2 separate regions of the Mus musculus genome follow, and region 1 is linked to region 2. The links are chromatin contacts, called in public Hi-C maps. All regions are on one chromosome and are shown on one strand. Each heading gives the region's core, a stretch centred on a gene start, on an enhancer-like site or on the middle of the called end of the contact. The rest is flanking DNA. Distances are from core to core; before and after follow the strand shown. Region 1 overlaps Csgalnact1 (chondroitin sulfate N-acetylgalactosaminyltransferase 1). Region 2 overlaps Csgalnact1 (chondroitin sulfate N-acetylgalactosaminyltransferase 1).

Region 1 (5,953 bases), core at 3,056-5,555, 160 kb before region 2:
ATTGACTAGCCTGGCTCTAGCATTACTCGTAATGTGGTCACAGTTCTTAGGTTGACTTGTCATAACAGGAGTAAAGGCTGGCTGTGGCAGTTGGAATATGCTTGGCCCACAGAGGTGGCATTATTAAGAGATGTGACCTTGCTGGAGGAAATACATCACTGTGGGAGTGGGCTTTGAGGTCCTATGCTTAAGTTCTGCCCAGGGTGGTAAAAGACCTTTCTCCTGGATGCCTGCAGAGAACAGTCTCCTGCTGCTGCCTTTGTATCAAGATGCAGAACTCTTGACTCTTCCAGCACCATGTCTGCCTGGATGCTGCCATGCTTCCCACTATGATGATAATGGACTGAACTTTTGAAACTGTAAGCCAGCCCAAATTAAATGTTTTCTTTTATGTGTTACCTTGGTCATGGTGTCTCTTCACAGTAACAAAACAAAACAAAACACCAAAAGCCAACCAAACAAACAAACAAAATCTGAGACACTAGTTTATTTGAAGAGAATGTGCTAATGAATGGTTGGCAAATTCTATTCCTTTGGATAAATGAGATAGTGGATATCCCAATCTGTAGAGTCCCAGATAGAAAATGTCTAAAACCCACACGTACAGTTTTTCTCTAGATTTCTCAGGGAGACTGTGCCCTCCCCTCAAACTTGAGTGGGCTGAATCAGACCTTGTTTGCCACAGTAGGCTAGCCCACTTAGGGTGGAGTCTTCTGACCTAGATGAAGTCTATTGTCCTGCCACATCAGCAGCTGCCTTCAAGAAGCCACCACCTGCTGAGCAGCTGAGCTTGCCTTCCTGATGAGATCCTGGCAAAGTGGGGAATGGGTTTTCCCCCTTTAAAAATCAGACTCAAGAATTAAAGTTGAGGGCTGGTGAGATGGCTCAGTGGGTAAGAGCACCTGACTGCTCTTCCGAAGGTCCGCAGTTCAAATCCCAGCAACCACATGGTGGCTCACAACCATCTGAGATCTGACTCCCTCTTCTGGAGTGTCTGAAGACAGCTACAGTGTACTTACATATAAATAAATAAAATCTTTAAAAAAAAAAAGAATTAAAGTTGAGCCTTGATCAGAGAACTTTGTCTTGGCTCATCGTATTTCCCTCACTGTCCTTCCCATCCATCCCCAGCTTTCCTTTTAGGAACCCAGTAACCGGTGGCCATTGGCGGCTACAGGATACACCACCTTTCTCTTCACCATCTTCTCACCACTTAAACAAGTGAAGCCACGTCAGGTCCTCCTTAATCCTCACTCTCTGAGCTCAACTGTCAAAAACAGTGTGGGCTACAAATGATATGGAAGAGAACTCACACAAAACAAACATATTAGGGCTAAGGGATAATTTCCTTGCTACCTTCAGAATCCCACAAGCAAAGCTCTGTGTTGATACTTCTCAAGTGTTCACTGGATTTTAATTTTACTTTTGGCACATTCCCATACTGTGATATTCTTTGTGTTATTTAGGAAGACTTATGAAAACATTTGTTTTTGTCATTGAGATCTCCATCCATTCATTTATTTATTTATTTATTTATTTATTTATTTATTTATTTATTTATTATTTAGTTGTTGGAGAGGTGGGGATGGGGAAAGATGGGGCAAATAAGGGAAGACTGTGTTCTCAAGGCCTCAGTGAGAGATTCGGGTGGAATATCTAAGTGGTTCATGCTTTTCTCCAGCTACTTTGGACCCCACCTGCATTACTAAAGACCCACATAAGAAACTAGTATCTTAGTTTCATTTCTTGTTACTGGGATAAAACACCCTAGCAAAAGCAATTTAAGGGACATGAGTTGATTTGGGTTTATAGTTCCCAAAGTTTATCATAGAAGGGGATCATGTAGATGGGCAGAGGGAAAGTGGTGGCAGGAGCTAGCAGCTTGTTGGTCACATTTTATCCACACTAAGAAAGCAGAATAAACAGGAATTGGGGTTGGGCCATAAATCTTCAAGTCTTACACAAAGGGATACATTTCCTCTACTTTAGGAAGTGAGGCCCTACTTCCTAAAATTCCACAACCTTCCCAAACAGAGTTGACAGCTGGGGTTAAGTATGTAGATATGTCAGCCTATGGTGGAGCATTTCACATTCAAATCACAACCAGTGCCTATGTGGACAGGGTCAAGTAGTACAAAGAGGCAAGCTTGCTTTTCTTTTCAGTGTTTTTTTTTTTTTTTTTTTTTTTTTGTGGAAGAAAAAAAAATCCTGGCTTTACTACATATTAGCCATGCAGATTTCTTAACCTCCTTCTGCCCCTCTGTAATAATGGAAAAATTAATGCGCGTGTTGTGGCTATTGAATGGCTTCCTAAGCGGTACCATGGTATGGTGAGGGCTCATTGCCTGTGTCCGGCTGAACACACCCCATTCTCTTTAGCATATTTAGTTAATCTTCTGAGAATTTTCACTATGCTGTTTTGTTTCTATCCTGGTCACTGCTCTTGGTTTTGCTGGCGACTCTGCATTCTTGTATTGCGCTTTTTTCTTTACTAGCTGGAGAGGATTCCTCTCTGGAGGAGCTAGAGGCTTGGGATTAGTAAGGAGACCATGCACTTCCCAGAGCCCAGGAGCAGAGTTTTAATGAGTTCTTTTACTAGGAAAGGAGGAAGAAGCTGAGCTGTTTGTCCTCTGATTCCAACCTGCCTAGTGTCAGGGTCTAGGCTGGCTGAATGTGGATGACTTGGTGCATATGAAATGACTGAAGGCTGCTGTTCCAGCCACTGGGGTGAGAGAATGACGGAGCTTATTAATGATCTTGCAGAGCTACCAGCCGACAGTCTATTTGTTTTCATTATGTAAACCAGCATGGTTTGGGATTATGCAGATTTCCACCTTTTTACTTAGAAGGCAAAGAATATTCATTAAGGATATCAATAAAGACCTTGCCCCTGATGGAGTCTCCGAGGCTGTTTCCTGCATGCTGAAAGACAGAAGAGAAAACTTAGGGGGTTGAGAGAGACTCAGAGATTGATTGGAAGGCAAATTATAAACCCATTTCAGCTCTTGGCCTGCAGGCTGGGAAGTAACATTATTTGTTGTCAGGGATGGAAAACAACTGAGATTCAGGTCCAAGTGATTATTCCACGTTGACACTGCTGCCTCTCTGCCAACTGCAGCTCCATTTAGACATAGATTAATTAGGCTGGTGGGGGGGCGGGGGGCGTTGGGCTAGGAGAGCTGTGTGGAAGCAGGCAGCTCGGCCAGGAGTAGTCAAAGTTGGAGGTCTGGAGACTTGCCCCTCCCAGGAAGATGACACCCCACTTCCACTGCTAAAACCAGAGCAAACCAGGGTGAGAGAGTGTGGATAGAAAACAGACCCTACTTCTATAGCAAAGCAGTGTACATTTCCACTGATTTGTTAATGCCAGTGAGGCAAAACAAAACAAAACAAAACCCAGAACCAAAAACAAAACAAAAACAAAACAAAAAAACAAAACAAAAAACAAACAAACAAAAAACCCAAAAACCCCCACAACAACAGAAAACAACCTTCAAACTCACTTGCTGGCAGGCTGTCCCTATGGAGACAGGGTGGGGGGTTGGGGTGGGGATGGGGGCAGCAAGTCATCTGTAGACTTTAGTGGCTTATCAATCTTTCCTTTGGCCTTGTAGAAATCATCTTGGACTTTTTAATCATTCCTGCATGTGAAATGGAAATGTAGTGTGTATACACACACACAAACGGATATATTATGTCCATTACTTGAATTATGAGACAGACAGAATAAAAATAAGGAAAATTCTTGGGGAAGTGAGCCCCATGTTAGTTCATTGAAAACAGTATATTACAGGCTCCACATGAGGACCTTAGTGTCTCTCCAGAATCTTTCTTACTTATGGGGAGTCTTTGGTCTGAACATCTTCATATTCTGCTTGTATCTCAGCTGACAGCATCTGTTTTGTCAAGGGCTGGGACAGTGTAGGGTCCATCCGTAACTCACCCCACCATCCTTTAGCGAGGGCAAGATGTACAGAGAGGGGGCTGGGCAGGGGTTCTGGATCTCGGGATTTGGGTGGGGAGCCGGATGACAATCAAAAGCACCCAGTCTGTCTTCTCCAGCGTCTTTGGCAGGCACTAGTCCTGCCAGCAAAGCTTTCCTCCAGGGCTGAAGCAGGCTGGCTTAGTGTTGCGAATGCCAGTGGTGGTCACTGGTAGTAAGATTCCCAGAGGGAACCCTTGCAGCGTGTGAACCTTTTCAGAAAAACTCAAATGAGGAATTTTCTCTTTTACTGTTAACACTTCATTGCATGGATTTTTTTTCCTCCAGTGGTGGCGCTGAGCTGAACACGGTGCTAGCAGAAGGGGGCGGTACTTTCCCTCTGGACCCTGACTTGGAAGCCAAGTGCAACTCCAGCGCAGTCACCACCAGAAGCAGATGTGCGAGCGGAACAGCTGTGCGCCTTTCTTTCTGCCGAGGTTAGCTTGTTTGGGTTTGTTCTTTTCCACATGGAAGTGCGGTGTTTTGCCTTCCTCTGTTCTCAGCCGGGCTTTCGTGCTTTTAGATATTGATGGTTTCATTTCAAAAAAATAATTTGCGTTTTACTTATTAAAGAGGAAGAGGGGCATATTCTACTACTTTGGGGGGCATAATATGTTCAGATGAGTTGTGTGTTACATACTAAATCACATGCATTTTACCGTTATTAAATCTCACTGTATTTAAAGGATGGAAATTTACAGGGGTTGCCTCCCATTTCTTTTCCTCTTAGCATTTTAGACTCCCTTTTCCATTATAAGAGAAGCCAAGATCATTTTTAGCCTTTAAGGATTTATGTAGCACTTACTCTTGCAGATAAGTGAATCTATTTGTCGCAGGTGACTTAGAAAGCAAACCTTACACTGGGATATAACTTCCGCATTACTGGGATATCCCAGCTATCTACAGAATATGTTCATTTTACTTTAATAGTTATATTAATAAAAAGTTATTTTTAAAGGCATCATTTTTTTTTAAAGAAGCTCAACTAGTTTGCTTTGAAACTCCTCATCCACTGGCAGTGATCTCTATTTCACTTTCAATACTCTTTTGGTATTTTTGTCTTTTTAGAGCATTAATCAATAGCACAACTAGAAGAGCTTTTTTTAAACAAACAAATAAACAAAAAACACACAAAAAACCTTAACTGACCACTAAATTGAGAACACAGCTGGGACAGAATATTAACCTTTCTGAAATAGTCATTCTTTAGCCAAATGGGTACAGTGATTTTTGATCAAGTTAAAGTAAAATGGTTCGGGAAGATGAATCACCTTTGTAATATCCCTAGGGGTGGTCATTAGAACTATTTGAGAATTGCTTCCTAATGAATATATACTATTGGCTTAGGCTTTGGGATAAATGTAGTATTTCTGACAGCTTGTTTTGCTCTTGTAAGCAATAATTTTGGGTTTCTTTACTATAAGATATTTAAATACAACTGGCAAGATTAATGTTAAAGAAGTTAAGTCGAGAACTTGAGAACTGGAGGCAGGAGAATTAGGAGTTCAGGGGCATCCACATGTACCCAGCAAGGTCCTGGCCATCGAGGGATAGGAGATTCTGCCTCAGTATAAGCAGGAGCCTTCGCAACATCAGTAACATTGGGAAGGGAATGGGAAATTGTACCCATACTTCGTGTTTTCAGCAATGAAATCTTTTTTTTTCTTCCAGTTTTCTCTAGAAATACAAATAAAAAGTAGACAGAGGGATGAAGACAGGAGAGCTGTGCCTGGCAGACACTTTTGTCTTTGAAAAGTGCTGCTTCCTCCTTAACACATTTTAACAGAGGTTTTATTTATGTTTTTGTATTATTGATAATGGGGGTGGGGCAGGGGTCTAGCATTGTTATTGTGGTTAAGATAAAAGGAGTAAGTTAAGATCCATGAGTCAGTTTTACATTATTGTACTAGGAAGATAGAAAATGTGGCGCTTTAAAAGGGACCACATTTGAGTTGTCGACAGCAGAAAACA
Region 2 (6,355 bases), core at 3,183-5,682:
CAAAAGCTTCCATTCTGGCTCAAGTAGGCTCTTGGGATATGCCTGTCTTTATCCTATAATTCTGGGCCTATAGCCATGTGCAGCCTACCCCCATTTTTTAATGTAGAAGCTGGGATTTAAACTAAGGTCCTTAAGCTATCAGAGCAGGAGCACTTACCCACGGGGTCATCCATCCAGTCCTTCGCTCTAGTCTTAGTGCCTTTATCTTTATCTGCATGCATGCAAACCTTTCCTGATGTCAGGAACTTATCTTCTATTCTGTATCTTTCTAAGATGCTTTTATTTGTTTTGCTGTTGTTTTATTTTCTGAGTACACCCTGTGCCTGGTACTCTTGTTTTGGTTTAAAATGAACTTTTTTTTTCATTGACTTCATATTTAGTGAAAGTGGAGCAATTGTAAGAAAGTTTCCTTTGGCTGAGCCCTGTTCTCATTGAGACTATATATTCTTTTTGCCTTGAATGTCATTTTTAAAAAAAAAAGAAAAATCAACCTCTGCCCCCCTTCAGCCTTCTTCCCATACCCTCTTTCTTTGTCTTCTTGCCCTAAGGGTTCAGTTGCTGTGCTGTTGCGAAATCAAAGGCCTGACTGAGCTTTTACCTCAAGTGAGAGCCACTGTGCCCACCCCAGCTGTATTTTAAGGGCAGAGTGTTGTTCTGTTGACATCTGTTATGTGAAAATGCAGGTGGGCTCAGGCTTAGCTGGTTGGGTACAGCCTCTGTTGGAATTTCCCAGTTGCTGTATTCCTTCTCAACTGTGGAGTGCTATGGAGCTTTACCAGACCTTCTTCCTATCCATTTCTGTGAGCCACTTCACTGTTTAAAACCACAGCTACACAGAGCTTTGACAGCCAATAAACTCAAGAAATGCTAAACTTTACCACTCATGGTTTTTTGGTTGGTTGGTTGGTTGGTTGGTTGGTTGGTGGGTTGGTTGATTTTCTCCCATCCAATCATGTTTTTAACAAGGAGTTTTCTTTGGGATGCCTGGACAGGTCTGTGATTGGGAAACAAAACAAACTCACCAGTGTGCTCATTTTCTGAACCTCCCAGCAGACAAGAAGAAAAGGGGAAAGCAAGGGCTAGTGGATATTAGCCTTAGTATTTAGTGAGAAAAAGCCATTGTTGGGTGAGGCAAGCTTATTTCCAGCTGTAAACCCTCAGGGCTTTCAGTTAATAAGTACTGGATGCCAGGTAAATGCTCTTCATAGCACTGGCAACAAGTACTGTGGCAAGAACTGGGTATTTCCATATCCTGATGAAGAATCAAAACCCTACTGTGCCCTTTGAGACCATTGTAGATGACACTAATCTTGGTTGCCCCAGGGCCTCCAGGTGTGATCCTGTCTGGGATTCTGGAGGTCATGTGGCTGGCACTTAACAAAACTCCTTTTTTGGCTGCCATCAGACTAGCCTGAATGCGAAACCTACAGTCCTCATGTGCCATTTCCTTACCCATGAACATCCTCCCACCACTTGGGATCACAGGGCGTCTGGAGCTCCTATGTGAACTTTACTGAAGTCAGGTCATGTTTGCTTGTACACTCTTGGCCCAGGAGTTATCACCTTAAGCTGCCTCCTCTTCTTTGCTTTGGGTAATCACCTTAGTTTGCCTTTGAAGCTGTCTCCACTTGGCTTTGGCTGCTGAGTTTCTCTCATCTGTAATATGGATTTTAGGCTCATCTGTGCTTTGTTAGATATCAGGAAGACTCACAATAACAAAGCTATAGATCTTCAGATTGTTATCTCTGCCTCTCCCCAGCAGGGTGGGGGGATTTTAATGGAAAATATGCTTCATGGGTTTTTAAAAACCTTTCTTGTTTGTTCCAATTTTGCTTGCATTTTTATTTTGACTGCTTCCAGCTGGACTAAACTCTCTTGCTTGTCAAGTTCCTCTTTAGACTGGGTGGATTATATTTGTTTGAATATTGTTTTCTCCTTCTGGCTATTCTCATCCTTCTCAGGCCATTTCTGACATTTTAATGTATGATCAGGAAAATCTACTTGACTTTCTTTAGAGGTTTTCTCTTTCATCCCATTTTGGCCTAGAATCTATAAGATGGATCTGGAAAAATTTGGGAAAATAACTTAAAGTGATGATTATAGAATTTCTAACTGAAATAATCCTTAAGCATTTGGCTAAGCTAATATAGGTGACTAAAATTTTTCCATCCACTAGGATTGTGACACAGATATATGCCTGTGTCCTCTGTAGTTTCTTAAATGGAATGGATGCTATCAGCATAGTACAATCTCTTTCTGATTCATGTTTTAATACCATTTTCTGAGCCATTTCACTACTCACAAGCCAGAGCTACACCAAGAAACTTTCATATCTGATGATCTTGAGAAACACAATTTTTATTAGTCATGTCATTTTAATAGTTTTCTTTAGGGACCTAATAGAAGACTACAGATCATGTAAAAATGCCTATCCAATAGAGTGAAATACGGTCAATTGGAATCGAGAATGTGTTTCCTGTGTTGCAATGAGAATCAGGAAAGTTGTTTGATTGCATGTTCAAATCCACCATCACTTCTTAACAATGATCAGAACACCCAGATACTAGGATAGTAGAATTATCTGTTGATTCATGCTGGCACAAGGGTAAGGGAAAGGATACACGGAATCCAAAACAGAATGCCATGATATAAACAGATGCCAGAGTATCCAATAGCCCTCTCTTCCCCCTCCAGAATAGAGTCTGTTCCTTATAGTATACCTGGTTTCTTTATGGCTGAGTGATTTCCATCCTGCTGACATAAGAAACTGTTGATAGAATGGGGCCTGATGGATTGTTATTGCATGAAGCACTCCAATGGTTTTTGTTTTTGTTTTTGTTTTGTTTTGTTTTCCGTTCCTGATATATCTGAGTAGAAACTGACTTGGAAAACAGTAGATTGCTTGTAGCTAAGGCTTTCTTAGCTGGGAATACGTCTCTGCTCTGCTTATCTGTGTAGAGCTCACTCACCTTTGATGCTGATTGGAGACAACATCCATCAGCCTCCAGAAGTTAACTGTTTTCTTGGTATCCTTTCTGTTCATTGGCCTCCACAACTATGGTTATTCCACTTCACTACATTGTTACTCTCCAGTTATCCCAGTTTTCTGCAACTTAAGCATCTCCTTGCATGTGAGATTTTCATTCGTAAAACCTGGAGTGTCTGAAGTAAACCTGGATTTTTATTCCCTTGGAGGGATCAAATGTGATAGCCCTTTGTTAATCCTTCGCCAAGGAAAACAAAATGCATTGCATAAGCCAGGGACTCACTGAATGTGGATTCCTGAATTTGTGTGTTGATCTGATTTATGTTGTTACAATACGTTGTTAAAAAATGAGTATACACAAAGTTGATTAAGGCAGCCATGGTGGCTTATGACTATATTCTCAGTCCTTGGGACATTGATGAAGGAGGAGTAATGTAAGCCTGAAGCCAGCCTGGGCCACATAAGAAATCTCAGACTAGTCCGGGCTATGCAATGAGAGTCCCTGCTCATAAACAAACTAACAAACAAACAGAACAAACAGAACAAAAAAGTAGTTTACTTAGTTGGTTTTAGAAATTTAAGGCTTGGTCCTACCATTGACTTGTTCCTGGTGAGGTTATCATAGTGAATGGAGTTAGGGTGAGAACACATCACACAAGGAGAAACCACAGCATGAAGGGAAAAAGCCCTCAGGAGCCAGATAGAGCTGTGCTTTCCCAGCTCGCCCTCCCTCTCCTCTTCTCTCCTCTCCTCTCTTCTCCTCTCCCTTCTCCTTTTCTCTCCTCTCCTCTCCCTTCTCCTTTTCTCTCCTCTCCTCTCCCTTCTCCTCTTCTCCCCTCCCCTCTTCTTTTTCCTCCCCTTCCTACCACCTTCTTGCCTCACCTCTCCTTTCATCTCATCTACTTTCTTCTCTTCTCTTCCTTTCCTTTCCCTTTCTTTTCTTATTCCTTAGCCATCTTCCCTTATCTCCCCCCCCCAACACCCCTACTTCCTTTCTTTTCTTCTGAGACAGGATCTGGCTTGGAATACATTCCATTTCCCAAATGTTAGAATGGTAGGCATGTATCAACATGTCTAGGTAACCACACAGGAACACACCAAAGTCCCACAAAATGTAAAGTAATTCCTTCCAATGACAGTTCCCCCAGTGACTTAATCACCTTACACTAAACCCCACCTCCTGGTACCACCACACTGAGAGCCAAGCTACCAACACATCAATTTTTGAGTGAGAACTTCATGCACACCACACTACAGAGGTTTCCCCAGGCCGCTCAGCATGGGGTATAAAAACTGACATCCCAGCTTAATGACACACAGCTTCCTGCTTTCTCTTATCCAACATGAGATCACCAATTTCCCACGATTCTCCCAGTCTTTCCTGGTCTTCTTAAATGTGCAAGGTCATGTGCTTAGAATGCACTGCCAGCCCAAGTGTCATAGAACAGAGCCAGCTCCCTGCCTCTGATGACAACTAAAGCAACTGCCACTTATGCCTCAGAGGCTGCAGCTGTCCCAGTGCATATACCATCAGTGCCCAACCCCCAACTATAAGTACCCTTTGGCACTGATTCCCCTTAAGTCCTGGCCTAGATTGACAATGACCCCTTAAGGCTTCCGATTCTGTAAAGGAAGTTTTTTAGTGTTGCTTCACTTCAGGAAGTCACATGGGATTTCGCAAGAATGGTCTGGAGTATCAGACAGACACTGGAGGGTTCATTTCTCTTCAAGCCAAGCTTTCCCTCCTGCAGAGCAGATGTTACTGCTCAAATAGATTCTAAAGACAGGGCTGTAAAACTGGGAACCTTTTATATTCTACTCTTTCCAGCCCTAAGTACATTGGCAAACTGTGGAGATACGTTTGGTTCTGACAACTGGGTTAGGAGGATACTGTTGGCACATAGTTGGTGGAGGCCTGAAATGATGCTGACTGTCTTTCAGCACACAGGACAGCTCTTCCCACATAGTTTCAAGCTTATTCCCATGGTGTTCTGTGCCTAAGGGTACAATACCTCTTGCAAACAGGCCTACGGAAGCCTCTAGACCACCAGATCTGTTTGACAGTGTCTGACCAGCTTCCTTATCAGAAACCTAAGATGACCAGTCCTCCCCCCACCCAATGATTTCCACTTGTTTTGTTGAGGTTTTTTTCTACTTCACGTCTTTCTGCACACAGCACTGTGTTCAACAATTAATTCTATACAGTAAGACTGTCAGATCTAATAGACTCATCCCTCCTATTGCAAAGGTGGCCAGCCCTAGAGGCAGATACTACACTGATTCTAGGGAACCAGATATGTGTGTGTGAGACTCCCTGTATCGCTCTCGGAGGTCATTGGAATGCATTTTCTTACCTCTAAGCCAAGATTTGGGCAATGGTCCCACACTTCTATAAACAGCTCAGTCCTACAGAACTCAAAGACCATGAAATTGTGACTTTGACTTCTCAGGAGATAAAAATATAGTTCAGCATAAAGGACTGTAACACATGTTTTATGCCTAAAAATGTATTGTAACTAGTCTTGGCACTGTGTGACAATGACTTAGGGAAGAACAAACCATTTTATTGGGAAAATCACCCTTAAAAGGTACAGTCTTTATGATGTAGAAGCAGAATTTTCAGTTTCCATATTGAGGTCAAAGAATTGGGGCTGTTGAAGTAATGGGAAGTATTTATGGATCTAGTATGCTCCCGAGAGGGGGTGACAAGACCTGAGTTCCCTGCGACCATTTATAGTTTCCCTGACCACCCTACCACAGTATCCCTGGGGATATGCTCACAAAAGCAGACAGACCTGTCACCTCAGCAATGTAGATAGCATTGTCCAAATACAAATGATGAACAGGGTAAACATAGAAGTCTGTATATGGCATGAGTCTATCATTTGTTACTTCTTTTTAATCTTTATCTCGGAAACAAACCACATCTGCACATGTTCCTCTAATCACACATATTCCCATAGATTTTTGCCAAGGACAGGGCAGTCACGTGGAAAAAGTTTTGGAAAATACAAAGACCATTCAGACGTCAGTAGTGGGACTTGCACAACCTTAGGGAGGAGTGGTTTCTTTGTGTGAGTTCTGCCTAGGAGACTGGAAACTTCTTCAAGAGAAGACATGCCAGTCCTACTTGTTATTTAAGATTCTCTTGGTAGAGTGTTTAGCATGTGCTATATTGTCAACAAACACTTGTTGAATGAATGAAGAAAATAATTCGCAAAAACCTAAAATGGAGAACTGGAAGCAGATACAGAGGAAGCTTGGATTTATCTTTCTGTCATCCTAACCTAGCTGTTTAAGGGTTAGGCCTGATTTAGAAACACCAAAGACAGAGGCAGCAAAGATAGTAGTGGAAAAAAATTAAGATGC

Evidence for each region. Hi-C and Micro-C count contacts between places; a contact is called where the count stands out from the background.
Region 1: a contact with region 2 is called in a Hi-C map of uterus, with 1.9 times the contacts expected there. The contact joins two enhancer-like sites. A contact is called at or near these places in 2 of 484 Hi-C or Micro-C datasets (both in uterus), 3 of 115 datasets of contacts at active chromatin or transcription factors (astrocytes, bone marrow-derived macrophages and neural progenitor cells) and 1 of 9 other capture datasets (embryonic stem cells).

The regions. Positions count from the first base shown.
Region 1 is chr8:68,555,438-68,561,390 of GRCm38.p6, reverse strand. It overlaps Csgalnact1 (chondroitin sulfate N-acetylgalactosaminyltransferase 1), which reads left to right. Exons shown (of 10, transcript NM_172753.5): 3 at 4,271-4,419. Among named protein-coding and RNA genes, the nearest start is that of Csgalnact1, 180 kb to the left of the region's middle. Within about 2 kb of position 4,305, at least 41 of the 459 cell types and tissues checked have an H3K27ac peak or open chromatin away from gene starts, as enhancers often do. A contact at or near this core is called in uterus, where this site is marked.
Region 2 is chr8:68,391,013-68,397,367 of GRCm38.p6, reverse strand. All of the region lies in intron 5 of Csgalnact1 (chondroitin sulfate N-acetylgalactosaminyltransferase 1), which reads left to right. Among named protein-coding and RNA genes, the nearest start is that of 1700125H03Rik, 26 kb to the right of the region's middle. Within about 2 kb of position 4,432, at least 54 of the 459 cell types and tissues checked have an H3K27ac peak or open chromatin away from gene starts, as enhancers often do. A contact at or near this core is called in uterus, where this site is marked.